2 separate regions of the Capra hircus genome follow, and region 2 is linked to region 1. The links are chromatin contacts, called in public Hi-C maps. All regions are on one chromosome and are shown on one strand. The core of a region is the stretch at or near the end of the contact, and the rest is flanking DNA. Distances in the headings are between cores, read along the strand shown. Region 1 has its middle 69 kb from the start of CAB39. Region 2 overlaps SP110 (sp110 nuclear body protein).

Region 1 (7,734 bases), core at 2,238-4,737:
GATCCCCTGGAGAAGGAAATGGCAACCAGATCCAGTATTCTTGCTTGGAAAATTCCCTGGACAGAGGAGCCTGGTTGGATACAGTCTATGGGGTTTCGAAGCATCGGATATGACTAAGCTCGGGCACACACACACACACACATACAGACATACATACATTGGTGTTCAGTCACTCAGTAATGTCTGATTCTTTGCAACCCCATGGACTGCAGCACTCCAGGATTTCCTGTCCTTCACTGTCTCCCAGAGCTTGCTCAGACTCATGACCATTGGATCAGTGATGCCATCCAACCATCTCATTCTCTGTTGCCCTCTTCTCCTCCTGCCTTCCATCTTTCCCAGCGTCAGGATGTCTTCCAGTGAGTTGGCTCTTCGCATCAGGTGTTCAAAGTATTGGAGCTTCAGCATCAGTCCTTCCAATGAATATTCAAGACTGATTTCCTTTACAATTGACTGGTTTGATCTCCTTACTGCTCAAGGGACTCTCAAGAGTCTTCTCCAGCACCACAATTCAAAAGCATCACTTCTTCGGTGTTCAGCCTTCTTTATGGTCCAACACTCACATCCATACATGGCTACTGTAAAAATCATAGCTTTGAATATACAGACCTTTGTCAGCAAAGTAATGTCTCTGCTTTATAATATGCTGTCTAGGTTTGCCATAGCTTTTCTACCAAGAAGCATATGTCTTCTAATTTCCCGGCTACAGTCACCATCTGCAGTGATTTTGGAGCCCAAGAAAATAAAGTCTGTCACTGCTTCCATTTTCTCCCCCATGTATTTGTCATGAAGTGGTGGGACTGGATGCCACGATTTTAGTTTTTTGAAAGTTGAGTTTTAAGCCATCCTTTTCACTCTCCTCTTTCACTTTCATCAAGAGGCTCTTTAGTTTCTCTTCACTTCCTACCTTAAGGGTGGTGTCATCTGCATATCTGAGGTTATTGATATTTCTCCTGGCAATCTTGATTCCAGCTTGTGATTCATCCTGCCTGGCATTTCTCATGATGTACTCTACATATAAGTTAAATAAGCAGGGTAGCTATACAGTATTGACTCACTCCTTTCTGAATTTAACCCATCCTTTGTTCCAAGTAAGGTTCTAATTGTTGCTTCTTGTCCTGCATACAGGTTTCACAGAGGCAGGCAAGGTGGCCTGGTATTCCCATCTCTTTAAGAATTTTCCACAGTGTGTTGTGACCCACACAGTCAAATGCTTTAGCATAGTCAATGAAGCAGAAGTAGATGTTTTTTTGGAATTGCCTTGCTTTTTCTATGATCCATCGGATGTTGGTAATTTGATCTCCAGTTCCTCTGCCTTTTCTAAATCCAGCTTGCACATCTGGAAGTTCTCAGTTCACATTCTGTTGAACAGACTTTATTTTTATTTTATTTCTCCTTTCAGGACTTGTGATGTGAAGCTCTTTTGCTTATGGGAACTGTTTTCCTTGTCACGAGACTGGGAAACACTCATCTCCGGGCGTGTTGCTCCTGCTTCAGTGTCTGCTGCCCCTGCCTGATGCTTTTTGTGGATACAATTTCCTGGGACTGGAGCCATGATGCCGTCTTAGTTATGACTGTCAGTTTGAGAAAACTCACCCTGTTCTCTGTGTGGGACTCCTCATGAATGCATGAAGAGTTTGGCTCCGTCTGCCAACCACACACGTCACAGAAGGAGCTCCTACTGGAACATGACCTCTGGTGTCAAGCCACTTCTCTACACACATCACCTCCAGAGGTCACATCCTGCGCATGAACTCGTGCCGGGCAACAGCTATGACGGTGCACGGATGGAGCCCTCCCCAAGACGATGTCCACCCACAGCAACCCACTTCTCGTCGCCCCTTAAAAGACGGATGTCAGCTGCGGTAATGCTCGCCTTAATACCCAGATCTTTCTTCTCTGTGCAAGGCACCATGAGACTCCTCTTATAAGAAGCATTCTCAGATTCAAAATCTGTAAGGCAAGCCAGTGGAGGTCAACAGGCTGCGTGCTGAGGTGGAGGCTGTCCAGATGAATGCGCAGCACTGTGTCGCTGCCCTGTAGCTTCAGAGAGCCCTTGGTCCCTGCGGGAGTCCCCTGAGGGAAGCTCACCTGGTAGCACTGCCAGCCTAAGGGGGAGGTCCGGAGGGCAGGGATGTCTGGTCCTTGAGGACATCTAGGCCCAAGGACATTCTCAGGGACCGCTCAGCAGTGGCAGTGAAAAAGAGTCAAAGACATAGGATCCTCACAATTTGAACTAAGACCTCTCTGTCTAGGTCATGAATTCAATTATGGGCATATGAACTGCCAAACAGGAAAACTATCTCAGGCACCAATTTCTTATATTATTTCACTCCCTTTTACTTAGAAGGAAATAATGTCACTTCTGGGCTCCCCTGACAGCTCAGGTGGTAAAGAATACACCTGCAATTCAGGAGACCCCTGAGTGGGGAAGAGAGACCCCTGGGTGGGGAAGATCTCTTGAAGCAGGGATAGGCTACCCACTCCAGTATTCTTGGGCTTCCCCTGTAGCTCGGCTGGTAAAGAATCCACCTGCAGTGTGGGAGACCTGGGTTCAATCCCTGGGTTGGAAAGATCCCTTGGAGAAGGGAAAGGCTACCCTCTCCAGTACTGGCCTGGAGAATTCCGTGGACTGAATAGTCCATGGGGTCGCAAAGAGTCTGACACGACTGAGCGACTTTCACAATGTCACTTCTAGGGCTTCCCAGGTAGCTCACTGGTAAAGAATCCACCTGCCAAGTAGGAGACACGGGAGACGTGGGTTCCATCCCTGGGTGGGGAAGATCCCCTGGAGAAAGAAATGGCAACCCACTCCAGTACTCTTGCCTGGGAAACCCCATGGACAGAGGAGCCTGGTGGGCTACAGCCCATGGGGTGGCAAAAGATTCAGACAGGCTTTGCAACCAAACAAACAATATCACTTCTAATCTTGATTTTGAGATCTTTGTTTAGAGGATTAAAAAATAAGTTCTACTTTTTCAGGACTGACAACAGGGTGAATTAGGAGAGGAAAAGTTTTAAGACATTTCTAAAGGGGACTGATCAATGACAACATTCAGCCACCAGAGGGCAGTGTAGACGTTCTGAAGGTTCTGGAGCCGGGAACGGGGTAGAGGAAAAACCCTAAAAAATGAAAAAAAAAAAAAAAAAAAAAAATTTTTTTTTTAAAAATTGAAGGATAGTTGCTTTACAGCATTGTGTCGGTTTCTACCACATCAACATGAATCAGCCATAGGTCTACCTATGTCCCCTGCCACTTGAATATCCCTCCTACGTCCCCGCATCCTACCCTGAAAAATGCAGATTTAAAGCGAAGTTTCATTTGCTAAAATTAGAATTTTAAGAACGTGACCCCGGTGGTATGCCTCTCCTTTCATCTTGCTCTGTGTGCTCCGGATGAAAACTGACACCGGCCGCCGTTTGCAGCAGGTTCTTGGAGGATCCCGGACTGATCGGTTGCTGATTGGAGAGGTCTTGGGGTGGGGTGGCGCGGGTAGTGGTGTTTAGGTATAAGATCAATGGCAAGAGCAGCAGGGAGTGGAGGGAGGCCCTTGAAGGGGCTCAGGGCAGCGGCTATTTACCCACTGCGTCAAAACCACGTTTGATAATGTGCATCGCTTTAGAGGGTCGTCTTGGCTGACTTCTGCCCCACAAGGGGAGGGTGCTTTGGGAAAGTGCGTGGCTGGCTCCCAGAGGGCTGAGCTTGCGTCAGCAGCTGACTTCCAGTAAGCGACCTTGTGCCCGCGGGGAAGTCCCGACCCGTCCCGCGACATCCGGTGTTTGCTGGGCGAAAACCGCTCCTGCCTGATCGACCGTTACCCAAGCGCGGTCTCAGTTTCTCGTCCCTTGTCGATCCGATCATGATTCCTTCCTTTGGGGACAGGAGTTCTTCCTCATCCTGAAGGTCTTCACCTTTGCCATTAAGTCCACCTTGGCCAAACCTAGTTCACCCCAGGATGAAATTTAGGGAAAAGAGGAGGAGAGCCCCTGGAAGGCTCCCTTCAAGCGGAGACCCAGTGCTTTCTGCCCGTGCTTGTCTGGAGTTTGTTGAAACTAGCAGAATAGGAAGCTCAGGTGTAGCTCTGAGCTACAGAGCTGAGTGATCTGTTAGGACCTCACTCTTCTCTCTCTGAGACCTTGCTGGGTGCCTCCCACTCTTTGGCCAGTTTCTGCTAGTACAGCTGTTGTCTAAGTGGAGAGACAGAGTTTGGAGCTTGACATTTTGCCATCTTTCCTGACCCCCCTCCCATAATTAAGCCCCATAGTAAAACTGTTGTTCAGTCGCTCAGTCGTTTCCAACTCTTTGCATGGACTGTGGCATGCCAGGCTTCCCTGTCCTTCACTATCTCCTGGAATTTGCTCAAACTCATGCCCATTGAGTCAATGATGCCATCCAACCATCTCATCCTCAGTCGTCCCCTTCTCTTCCTGCCCTCAGTCTTTCTCAGCATCAGGGTCTTTTCCAATAAGTCAGCTTTTCACATCAGGTGGTCAAAGTACTGAAGCTTCAGCTTCAGCCTCAGTCCTCCCAATGAATATTCAGGGTTGATTTCCTTTAGGATTGACTGGTTTGATCTCCTTGCACTCTAAGGGACTCTCAAGAGTCTTTTCCAGCACCACAGTTCAAAAGCACCAATTCTTTGGTGCTCAGCCTTCTTTATGGTCCAACTCTCACCTCTGTACACAACTACTGGAAAACTCATAGCTCTGACTATACGGACCTTGTCAGCAAAGTGATGTCTCTGCTTTCTAATACGCTGTCCAGGTTTGTCAAAGCTTTTCTTCCAAGGAGCAAGCATCTTTTAATTTCATACCTGCAGTCACCAGGGGCCCAAATAAAATCTCTCCTGTTTTGTAAGATGACACCACCCTTATGGCAGAAAGTGAAGAAGAACTAAAGAGCCTCTTGATGAAAGTGAAAGAGGAGAGTGAAAAAGTTGGCTTAAAGCTCAACATTCAGAAAACTAAGATCATGGCATCTGGTCCCATCACTTCATGGCAAATAGATGGAGAAACAATGGAAACAGTGGCTGACTTTATTTTTCTGGGCTCCAAAATCATTGCAGATGGTGGTTACAGCCATGAAATTAAAAGACACTTACTCCTTGGAAGGAAAGTTATGACCAACCTAGACAGCATATTAAAAAGCAGAGACATTACTTTGCCAATAAATGTCCATCTAGTCAAGGCTATGGTTTTTCCAGTAGTCATGTATGGACATGAGAGTTGGACTATAAAGAAAGCTGAATGCTGAAGAATTGATGCTTTTTAACTGTGGTGTTGGAGAATACTCTTAAGAGTCCCCTGGACTGCAAGGAGATCCAACTAGTCCATCCTAAAGAAGATCAGTCCTGGGTGTTCACTGGAAGGACTGATGTTGAAGCTGAAACTCCAATACTTTGGCCATCTGATGTGAAGAGCTGACTCATTTGAAAAGACCCTGATGCCAGGAAAGATTGAGGACAGGAGGAGAAGGAGACGATAGAGGATGAGATGGTTGGATGGCATCACTGACTCAATGGACATGGGTTTGGGTGGACTCTGGGAGTTGGTGATGGACAGGGAGGCCTGGTGTGCTGCGGTTCATGGGAGCTGGACACGACTGAGACTGAACTGAACTGAACTGTTTTGTAAGTTAAGCTCCCAAAGGGGTTATCGCCCAAAGTGTCCCGAGCTGATGTCCCTGCTCTGCTCAGACCTAGCTGCAGAGGACCAGGTATAGACTAGATTCTCAGTGTCCTGGGTGCAGTAACTATGCCTATGCCTCTTGGAAGATGTGGTTCTTTTAGCTCTGCCAACCCAGTGTCGTCTATGCCTTGGTCTCTTATGTGTCCTGTGCTTCTTGAGTCCCTGGAGTAAGAGGGTAACCAGAACTAACAAGAATGTCACCAGTCTGGTTCCACCACACAGAATTAAACAAAGAAATCAAAACAAACAAACAAAACAACCCAAGAAAATTTGAAGCCAACCTAGAAATGTATAATCTGATCCCAGGACACCAATGGCTATACACGAGTAAAAACTTCCTCTTATCTGGGGTGTGAGCAACAAACAGATCAAACCGCAGAGGGAAGAAAAATTGCTGGTCACTGTCTAGAGTCCATTGTGGAACTTAATTTTAACCTGGGTTACTTTCCATCTGAAGGTCAAATGTGGCACTATGTGCTAGGGAAAATCTACTTATCTGAGTGCCCTAGCGAGTGGCATCTGTCTTGTAAACTTTGTAAATTTTCAGGGAGAGCATCATCAGTTCCAAGGCTTCCAGTGGTTCCCTTCTCCTCCGTGGTGTCCACCTTGGATATTTAAAACCTGTTGATTTTCACTGGCCCTTTGAGCCCTGTGCTCTGGCCACACCACTGATAAATCAGTGTTGGATCTGTCTAGGAAGGTAGCTTCATTTATAACAGGCACCTCTCCAAGCAAAGGCTATAGCTATGTGTCTCTCTTGGTTTCGGTAGGGATTTGAGGAGGCTTCACAATAACACACATTTTACTTGCTTGAGTTCAGATCCACTTAAGGGAGAGATATAGAGTCAACCATTTGGAGATTGTAACCTCAGCTTTAGTACTAATCAAAACTGGATTGGCAGAATTCCCAGATGGTCCAGTGGTTAAGACTGAGCTTCCAAGGCAGGGGGCATGGAGTTCCATCCCTGGTTCAGGAACTAAGATCCCACATTCCATGTGGTGTGGTCAAAAAAAAAAAAAAAGAAAAAAGAAAAAAAAGAAAGAAAGAAAAAAACCAACCCTTAAGAACCTGGATTGGGGGACATAAAAAACCCTCAAGAAACTAGATTGGGAGATGTGGCTTAGATATAAGACGCCTAGAGTGTCCCTCATAATGGGAGCCGTGATCAAGGCACTGCTGGAGCCAGGTGGGCTTCCCAGGGGACTCAGCGGGAAAGGATCTGCCTGCCGTCAGGAGAGGTGGGTTCAATCCCTGAGTCAGGAAGACCTCATGGAGAAGAAAAGGGCAACCTCCTCCAGTATTTTGACCTGGAAAATTCCACAGACAGAGGAGCTTGGCAGGCTCCCGGGGTCACAAAAGAGTTGGAGACGATTTATTGACTAAATAACAACAACTTTGACTCAAATTGGCCACACTTCCCTGTAGCTCAAGCGTTTAAGAATATGCCTGTGAAGAAGGAGACCAGGGTTCGATCCCTGGGTTGGGAAGTTTCTCTGGAGGAGGGAATGGCAATCCACTCCGGTATTCTCACCTGGAGAATTCCATGGATAGAGAAGCCTGGCAGGCTACACAGTCCATGTGGTTGCAAAGAGTCGGACACGACTGAGAGACTAACACACATATCTGATATATAAAATATTTTATTGAGGTATAGTTGACTTACAGTACTATATTAGTTTTAAGTGTGCAATATAATGATTTAATATTTTTATGGATTATATTCAACTTTAAGTTATTGTAAAATATTGGCTGTATTCCCTGTGCTGTATAATATATACTTGTAGCTAATTTATTTTATACACAGTAGTTTGTATCCCTTAATCCCCTACTCCTAACTTGTGCTTCCCCCCTTTCCTGTCCCTGCTGGTGAACACTAGTTTGTTCTCTTTCTCTGTGAGTCTGTTTCTGTTTTGTTATACTCATTCATCTGTTTTATTTTTTATATTGAAACATATAAGGGATAACATACACTCAAACTTTTTTCTCTGTCTGACTTATTTCACTAACCTTAATACCCTTCAGATCCATCCATGTTGTTGCAAATG
Region 2 (7,734 bases), core at 2,547-5,046, 270 kb after region 1:
TCCAGCATGGCATTGAAACATGTATAATATCATATAAGAAACGAATTGCCAGTCCAGGTTTGATGCAGGATACAGGATGCTTGGGGCTGGTGCACTGGGATGACCCAGAGTGATGGTATGGGGAGGGAGGAGGGAGGGGGATTCAGGATGAAGAACACGTGTACACCTGTGGTGGATTCATGTTGATGTGTGGCAAAACCAATACAATATTGTAAAGTAATTAGCTTCCAATTAAAATAAATAATTTAAATTAAAAAAAATTTCAAACTTGTAGATCACTATAGATAGCCATAAAAGATGATTTTCTTTTCTGTTTCAGAAAAGAAGAGAAAAATACATAACTGGTCAAGTTCAAAAAAAAGGCAGAAAAAATGTCTCTCAAAAGGTGAGCAAGAAGGATGAAGTTGTCATTCCCTTGGTGTTCATTAAGGTTCTTCCCTCCAGCCACATGGCGACTCCACCCCAGTGCCTAGACCATCTCATCAAGGACTATACCTCACAAAGGGAGAAACATGTTGGTTCTAACAGGCTTCTTTTATCTTATCACTGGGAAGGAATGAGGTGGAGGTGGACAGGAGGCATCAGACAGCTTTGAGATATGGGACTTCCCAGGTGATACTAGTGATAAAGAACCCACCTGCCAATGCCAGAGACACAAGGGACATGGGTTCAATCTCTGGGTCAGAAAGATCCCCTGGAGGAGGGCATGGCAACCACTCCAGTATTCTTGCCTGGAGAACCCCCATGGACAGAGGAGCCTGGGGGGGCTACAGTCTATAGGATAACACAGAGTCGGACACGACTGACGTGACTTAGCACGCACAATGTCCAGTGCAAGTTCAGAGCCAAGAAGAACAGATAAAGCAAAAACCTGAATGTGTAGGCAGGATTCAGATTCCCAGCCCCAAACTGGGGTTAGATTTGCGGTCATCGAGTGTTCAGAACCACCCGCAGAGATGCTTAGCATGCCATTGACTCCATGCATGAAAAAGCATCTTATTTGTAGCACAAGAAACAAAACTGCATGTAACTCTGTGTTTTTCTGGACCCTCTGCTTTATTCCTTTTCATGCTTATCACCTTTTAGCCTTTTCTTCCGCACTTTCTCCCTCTTCCCCTGCCCCTCTCCTTTCTCCTTGTTTCTTTAATTCAAGATGTGCCCATGGGTGGGGATTGTCTTGGATTCCCAGCCCTTAGGATGGAATGTGGCACCCTGGGAGGGAATCTCCTCTCAGCACCCAAACTGGAATCATGACATGCATTTCAATGCTTTGGACATTTTCCCAATTTTTCTGCTTGTTGCCAATACCCCTCAGTCTTGGGGTCTGACCTAGGAAGGGACCAGAACCTCCTCCCTCACCCTTCTCCTCCCCTTGACTCTTTTTCCCAGTCCCCAGCCCCGCTGCCTCCTGTCACATGCTGAGTTCTCTCTACCAACAACTTCTGGGAACACTTGACTTTCAGACCTCTGAGCTTTTCTTGTTGGTGTATAAAAATAATTTTTGGAACATAGAAATCCCCTTTCACTCTTGTGTTTCTGAGATTTTGTGTAGTATCTCCAAAGTGGCCTCGACTGAGATCCTGGGCTAGATTCTGCCCTTTCCCGAAAATTGATTAACTTCATAATTAGGGAACCCTGACCATTACAAGGGACTTCCCTTGTGGCTCAGCTGGTAAAGAATCTGCCTGCAAGGTGGGAGACCTGGGTTCAATACCTGGGTTGGGAAGATCCCCTGGAGAAGGGAAAGGCTACCCACTCGAGTATTCTGGCCTGGAGAATTCCATGGACTATACAATGTATAAGGATGAAAAATACATAATTTGAATATTTTCTAAACTATGCTGCTTGTTACACATTCATTCCACAGAGATGCATTGAGCTGAGGCGTGTTCTGGCCACATGCCTTAGCTCCTGAGGACTTAGCAACAAGCAAAACAGACAAGACCCCTGCCCTCACTTATATTCTCACTGATACACGTGTAATGAAGAGTCAGAATTGAAGGAGGAAAAGAGAAACAGGGTTTAGGGAGGAGAAGAAAGATACATCCAAGAAAAAGAGAGGAGTAATTATAGAGAAATAGTATGGAGAAGGCAATGGCACCCCACTCCAGTACTCTTGCCTGGAAAATCCCATGGACGGAGGAGCCTGGTGGGCTGCGGTCCATGGGGCCGCGAAGAGTCGGACACGACTGAGCGACTTCACTTTCACTTTTCACTTTCATGCATTGGAGAAGGAAATGGCAACCCACTCCAGTATTCTTGCCTAGAGAATCCCAGGCATGGGGGAGCCCAGCGGGCTGCCGTCTATGGGGTCGTACAGAGTTGGACATGACTGAAGTGACTTAGCAGTAGCAGCAGCAGTAAGAGGCAGGCAGGGGTACAAAGGGAACTCAAAGTGAGGGGACTGGGAATGTGAGAGGAAGGTCGCTAACGAGAGGGCCACTGGGACCCCAGTGAAAACTCATCACAAATCTCTATTTGGTCCAGGAGCAGCCTCATCAGGGCTCAGAATCCAAGAGACTCAAAAGAAGGACGACTCAACCAGAAATTCAAAGGTCATGACGAGAGCCCAAAAGGCACAGGCTGAGGGTGCCCGAAAGCCTGCACAAAAGGACAAAGCTGGTGGTGGCACTGGTCACCTGAAGGCTCAGCGTGGGAGGGTCTCTCGTGGAGCCCGCACAGGTGATGCAGCTCTAAAGTGGCCGCTAGAAGGAGGGGGAAGCACTGGTGAGGCGGCATGAAGACAGAGCAGGGGTCTCGGGGTCTGGGGGTGGTTGTTGGGAGAAGTAATCGCATCCACAGGGTGCAGGTCGCCTCAGCAGTGTCCTGGGGACGCAGGTCACCTCTCCCAGGTTCTGCTGTTTACATATCCATCAGCAGAGTCACCTCCACTCCATGGAGTCTGGGGGCTCCTCTCTGATTCGGGCCGTCCCAGTGACGTGAGTGCAGCAAACCTTTTCAAAGGGGACACTTTCTCTGGGTTATTTCTTCATGGTTTGTCTCTGGAGGTAAAATAGGCTAATGCATGAATCTGCAGGTTTAAAATTATCTCGGGACTTCCCTGCTGGTCCAGTGGTTAAGAATCCACCTAACTGTGCCGGGGACATGAGTTCAGTCCCTGGTTGGGCACTAAGCTCTCGTGCCACAACCACTGAGCCTGTGTGCCACAACTAAGACCCGACGCAGTCAAATGAACAAATAAATATTTTAAAAAATAAGATTATCCCATACTGGGAAACCCCTGGTCATCCGGTGGTTAGGATTCTGTGCTCTCACTGCCGAGGGCCTGGCTTCAATTCCTGGCCAAGCAACTTAAATCCCATAAGTGGCATGGTGTGGTGTGGCCAAAAAATTAAATTAAAAATAAAATAAATAATGCCATATCTGATGATCAAACTGTTACCAGTTTAGACTCCCACAAATGTGGTGTGGACACACTTTCCCCTATGTCTTCACCAGTGCTAGAAATAACAAGGGCTTCCCTGGTGGATCTGATGATAAAGAATCTTCCTGCAACACTGGAGAACCAGGTTCAATCCCTGGGTCGGGAAAAGCCCCTGGAGAAAGGAATGGCTACCCACTCCAGTCTTCTTGCCTGGAGAATTCCATGGACAGAGGAGCCTGCTGGGCTACAGTCCATGGGATTGCAAAGAGTCGGACACGATTGGCTAACACACACACAGGAATAACAAGCCTTTTCCATTTGTTGAACACACAGGCCAAGAGAGATAGTCTGCCAGTGTTTTCCTGGAAACTTCTCTGCGCACTGCGCAGGGTTAAGCCCGAGGTGGGAGGTCACAATACTGCTCGCCAGCATCTCAGAAGGTCACATACTCCTGCCCTGTGTACTCAAGAAGGGCCATGTGACTTGGCCAGAGAAATGTGGACAGAAGTGAGGGGGCCACTGCAAGCCAAAGCTTGAAACGTTTCTAAAACGGGCCAGAAAGTGAGTCATTTAGGCTCAGCTGGCCACACCGGTTTATGGCTGCTACTTTAACCCTTTCTTGGGAGCAGGAAACGGGCAGAGGCAAAAACATGAACAAGTAGGCCTGGCTCCGCTCCAATGAAACATTCATTACAGAAACAGACACTGGGCCGATTGGCTCCTGGGCCGTAGTTTGCTGACGTCTATAATAAACCACTGAGTTCTGGGAGGACCATAAATGACTTCAGCATTCTCTAGCCTCGTTTACTAACATCCCTGTTTTCATCTGGGGCTTCCAAGACAGCGCTGGTGGTAAAGAATCCACCTGCAGGAGACATGAGACACAGGTTCGATGCTTGGGTCGGGAAGATCCCCTGGAGGAGGAAATGGCAACCCACTCCAGTATTCTTGTCTGGAAAATCCCATGGACAGAGGAACTTGGCGGGCTACAGGCCATACGTTAGCACAGAGGTGGACATGACTGAAGAGACGTAGCACGCACTCTTTTTATTACTTTTAAAATCCTTATTGAAGTGTAGTTGGTTTACAGTGTTGTATTACTTTCTGCTGTATAGCACAGTGAATCAGGTATACATAATACATATATCCACTCCAGTTTAGATAATTTCCATCTAGGCCATTAGAGAGTATTGACTGGAGTTCCCTGTGCTGTACAATGCAGGTCTTTATTTGTTGTCTATTTTATATATAGTATCATAGACAGCCCTGCATTGATTCCTATTCTGGTCAAGTTCATCGCAGGTCGACGTCTTGAGGAGCACTGGTACACTGTACTTACAGAAAAATGCTGGTGCGTACTGTACAACTTGAGGGACTCACACGAAGGAAAAGCCCAGGTGTACCCAACAACCGGGTCAAGAAATAGAACATAATCCACACCCATATTCCAACCCCTAGCCACACCCCCAGGGTCTCTTCCAGCCTGGTTCTCTGAGCATCACCCAGCGCTTCCTGCTCCATCCTGCTCAGGGCCAGCTCATGTATCTCCTCCCCCATCACATACTCCATCCCCATAGCCAACCTCTCCATCCTCCTTCTTTGCTACACAGCTTCAGACTCACCTTGAACAAAGCCTCTTGAACTCAGCAGGTACAGTGTTTTTTCTTGGTGGCACTTATCACAAGTATAATTCTTTTTTGATAGGTTTTTTTTTTTTTTTTTTTTGGTTCTCTGTTTTTTCAGCCATACCTTGAGGCATGCAGAACTTCCCCAACCAGGGACTGACCCCACACCCCTTACTCCGTGCGGAAGCACAAGTCTTAACCATTGGACCACCAGGGAAGTCCTCAGATCTCTTTATAAAAAAAGAAAGAAAAGAAGTATAGTTAATTTACAATGTTCTGTTAATTTCTAGTGTCCAGCAAACTGACTCAGTTATACCTATACATGTATCCTTTTTCAAATTCTCTTCCCATTTAGGTTGTTAGATAATATTGAGTAGAGTTCCCTGGGCTATACAGAAGGTGCTTGTTGGTTATCCATTTTAAATACAGCAGTGTGTACATGTCCATCCCAAACTCTCTAACTATCCCTCCCCGCACCGTTCTCCCCGGTAACCGTAAGTTCTTCTCTAAGGCTGTGAGTTTGTGTGTTTTATCACATGTGTGACTAACTGTCTGTACATCCTATTCAGTTCGGGAAAATCAAATGAGGTCAGAAGGCCTTGCTCGTGGCTCCAGCTGTCCTCTGCGCTTTGCAGTTTGTGCTTAAATAGCTGTCAGATCAATACATTATCCATTCTTCCTCATCAAGTATGAATACCTGTATCAGGGCCTCCATTGACCCATATAAACTAGAAAAGAGCCCCTTCCTTGACACACTTATATCTGGCAGAGTGATTCTTGTAACCAGGCCCTTTACTGCCCCCTGCTGGAAAGAGGCCAGAAATGTGTGAATGGACTATAGCTCTGATGTCACTAGGAGCTCCCCACCCCTCACCTTAAAGGGGGACTCTTTGCTCAGTGTGTATTCCACACGGCCATACACAGAAGCCCTGCCAACGATATGTAAGTGTCTACGCCACTTTACACTTGGCAACCGATTTGTTCTACTCTTTGCCATTTAATCCTCAAATAGGTATTTTCCAGCCCATTTTGCAGATTCAATTAGAACATAAAGGACTTGCATGAGCTGAAACCAACCTAGGTGTTTTAATCTCAAGTCCTTTGTTTTACGCTGGAAAATAACTACTCCCCCTCCAGATCTTTGTAGGAAACACAAGTAGGAGGCAAGAGTCTAGGCAAACACTGACAGCTGTCCGTCAGCATCAGCTTCTCCCACCTCCTTAGCATGTCCGCCTACCCGGCTTTGACTTCTGATTTAACACCTTGTCTTGGGGTGGCAAAGAGTCTGATGCAACTGCAGTGGCTTAGGAGGCACACACACACTCTGTGTGGGACAGAACAGCCTGGTGGGCTACAGTCCATAGGGTCACAAAGAGTCGTACACGACTGAATGACTGAGTACCCACACACACCCTCTGCTGTTAAACGATGTGGAATCTTGTTGCAGTGTTCCTGATGGCATGGAAAGAGCACACACATAGGGCTGGCATGTCTGGATTCCAATGCCGGCCTCATCTCACAGTGCGGTGACCGCCAGGCATCCTCCCTCCAAAGCTGTGCCAAAGTCCCCAACTCTAAAATGAAGGCCATGACCACTGCCTTCCCTTTCTTAAGGCTGTTGTGCAAATAAACAACAAAACATACGTGCTGCTCTTACTAGTCCCCTAACTGGTGCTCTCCAGCCACTCCATCGCCACACGGGCCCTTCCTCTACAGACCACAGGGGTCCAGACTTTTCCCCAGGCCATGATGGGATTTTCTGCCTTAATTTTTATTTATTATTATTATTTTTGACTGCACTTGGTCTTCATTGCTGCGAGCAGGCTACTTTCAAGTTGTGATTCAAGGGCTTCTCATTGCAGTGGCTTCTCTTGTGGTGGAGCACAGTCTCTAGGGGGCATGGGCTCAGTAGTTGCTGCCCGAGGGTTCTGGAGCACGGGCTCAGCGGTTGCAACAAATGGGCATAGTTGCTCCGTGGCGTGTGGAAGCTTCCCGGACCAAGGATTGCACCTGTGCCCCTGCATTGGCAGGAGGATTCTCAACCACTGACCCACCAGGGAAGTCCCCAGGAGTAGTGTTCACCTTGTGCCTCTTTCCTAGGTTCTGTAAGAATCCCTGGAGGTGGTCTTCCCCATCACATACGGGGGTTTTTCCATTCTGCTCTTCTTTGTCTCTGTTAGGCTTTTCTTTTCGTTTTCTCCACCAGGCTTTCATCTCTATGAACTCCCTTTGTATTGGGTTTTTTTTTTGGTGTTATTGCTGTTGCTGTTGCTTGTTGTTTGGTTGATTTGGGGTTGTTTTTTGTTTGTTTTCTGGCCACGCTGCTCAGCATGCAGGATCTTAGTTCCCCGACCAGGATCGAACTCGTACCACTTGCGTTGGAATCACAAAGTCTTAACCAGTGGACCAGCAAGGAAGTCCCTCCCTTTGCTCTTTAATTGCTTACTTATCCTAGCAGGTTCCTCGTCTTTGCTCACATTTAACAGCACTGACCTAATAGATGTGGGAGAGCTGCTTTCAAACCGCGATCCACCCCTCCAGGCTTCCATCCTTAAATGTCTGTTTACTGAGATGAGAGGTGGGATGGAGACAAATGAAAGATCATGGGAAGCAGATCAGAAAACTTTTTCCCTCCCTGAGGGGTGGGGGTGGGGAGTGGCTTTGGAAGCATTAAGGATGCAAGGTCCCTCCTAATCAGGCAAAGGAGGGGGAGCTGCCTGTGCC

What was found. Hi-C and Micro-C count contacts between places; a contact is called where the count stands out from the background.
Region 2: a Hi-C map of blood shows a contact between it and region 1, with 2.9 times the contacts expected there. The contact joins two enhancer-like sites. A contact is called at or near these places in 2 of 5 Hi-C or Micro-C datasets (both in blood).

The regions. Positions count from the first base shown.
Region 1 is chr2:17,254,909-17,262,642 of ARS1.2, forward strand. No RefSeq gene overlaps it. Among named protein-coding and RNA genes, the nearest start is that of CAB39, 69 kb to the left of the region's middle. Within about 2 kb of position 3,488, at least 3 of the 5 cell types and tissues checked have an H3K27ac peak or open chromatin away from gene starts, as enhancers often do.
Region 2 is chr2:17,521,380-17,529,113 of ARS1.2, forward strand. It overlaps SP110 (sp110 nuclear body protein), which reads left to right. Exons shown (of 19, transcript XM_013973239.2): 10 at 320-385; 11 at 2,488-2,682. Among named protein-coding and RNA genes, the nearest start is that of SP110, 29 kb to the left of the region's middle. Within about 2 kb of position 3,797, at least 5 of the 5 cell types and tissues checked have an H3K27ac peak or open chromatin away from gene starts, as enhancers often do.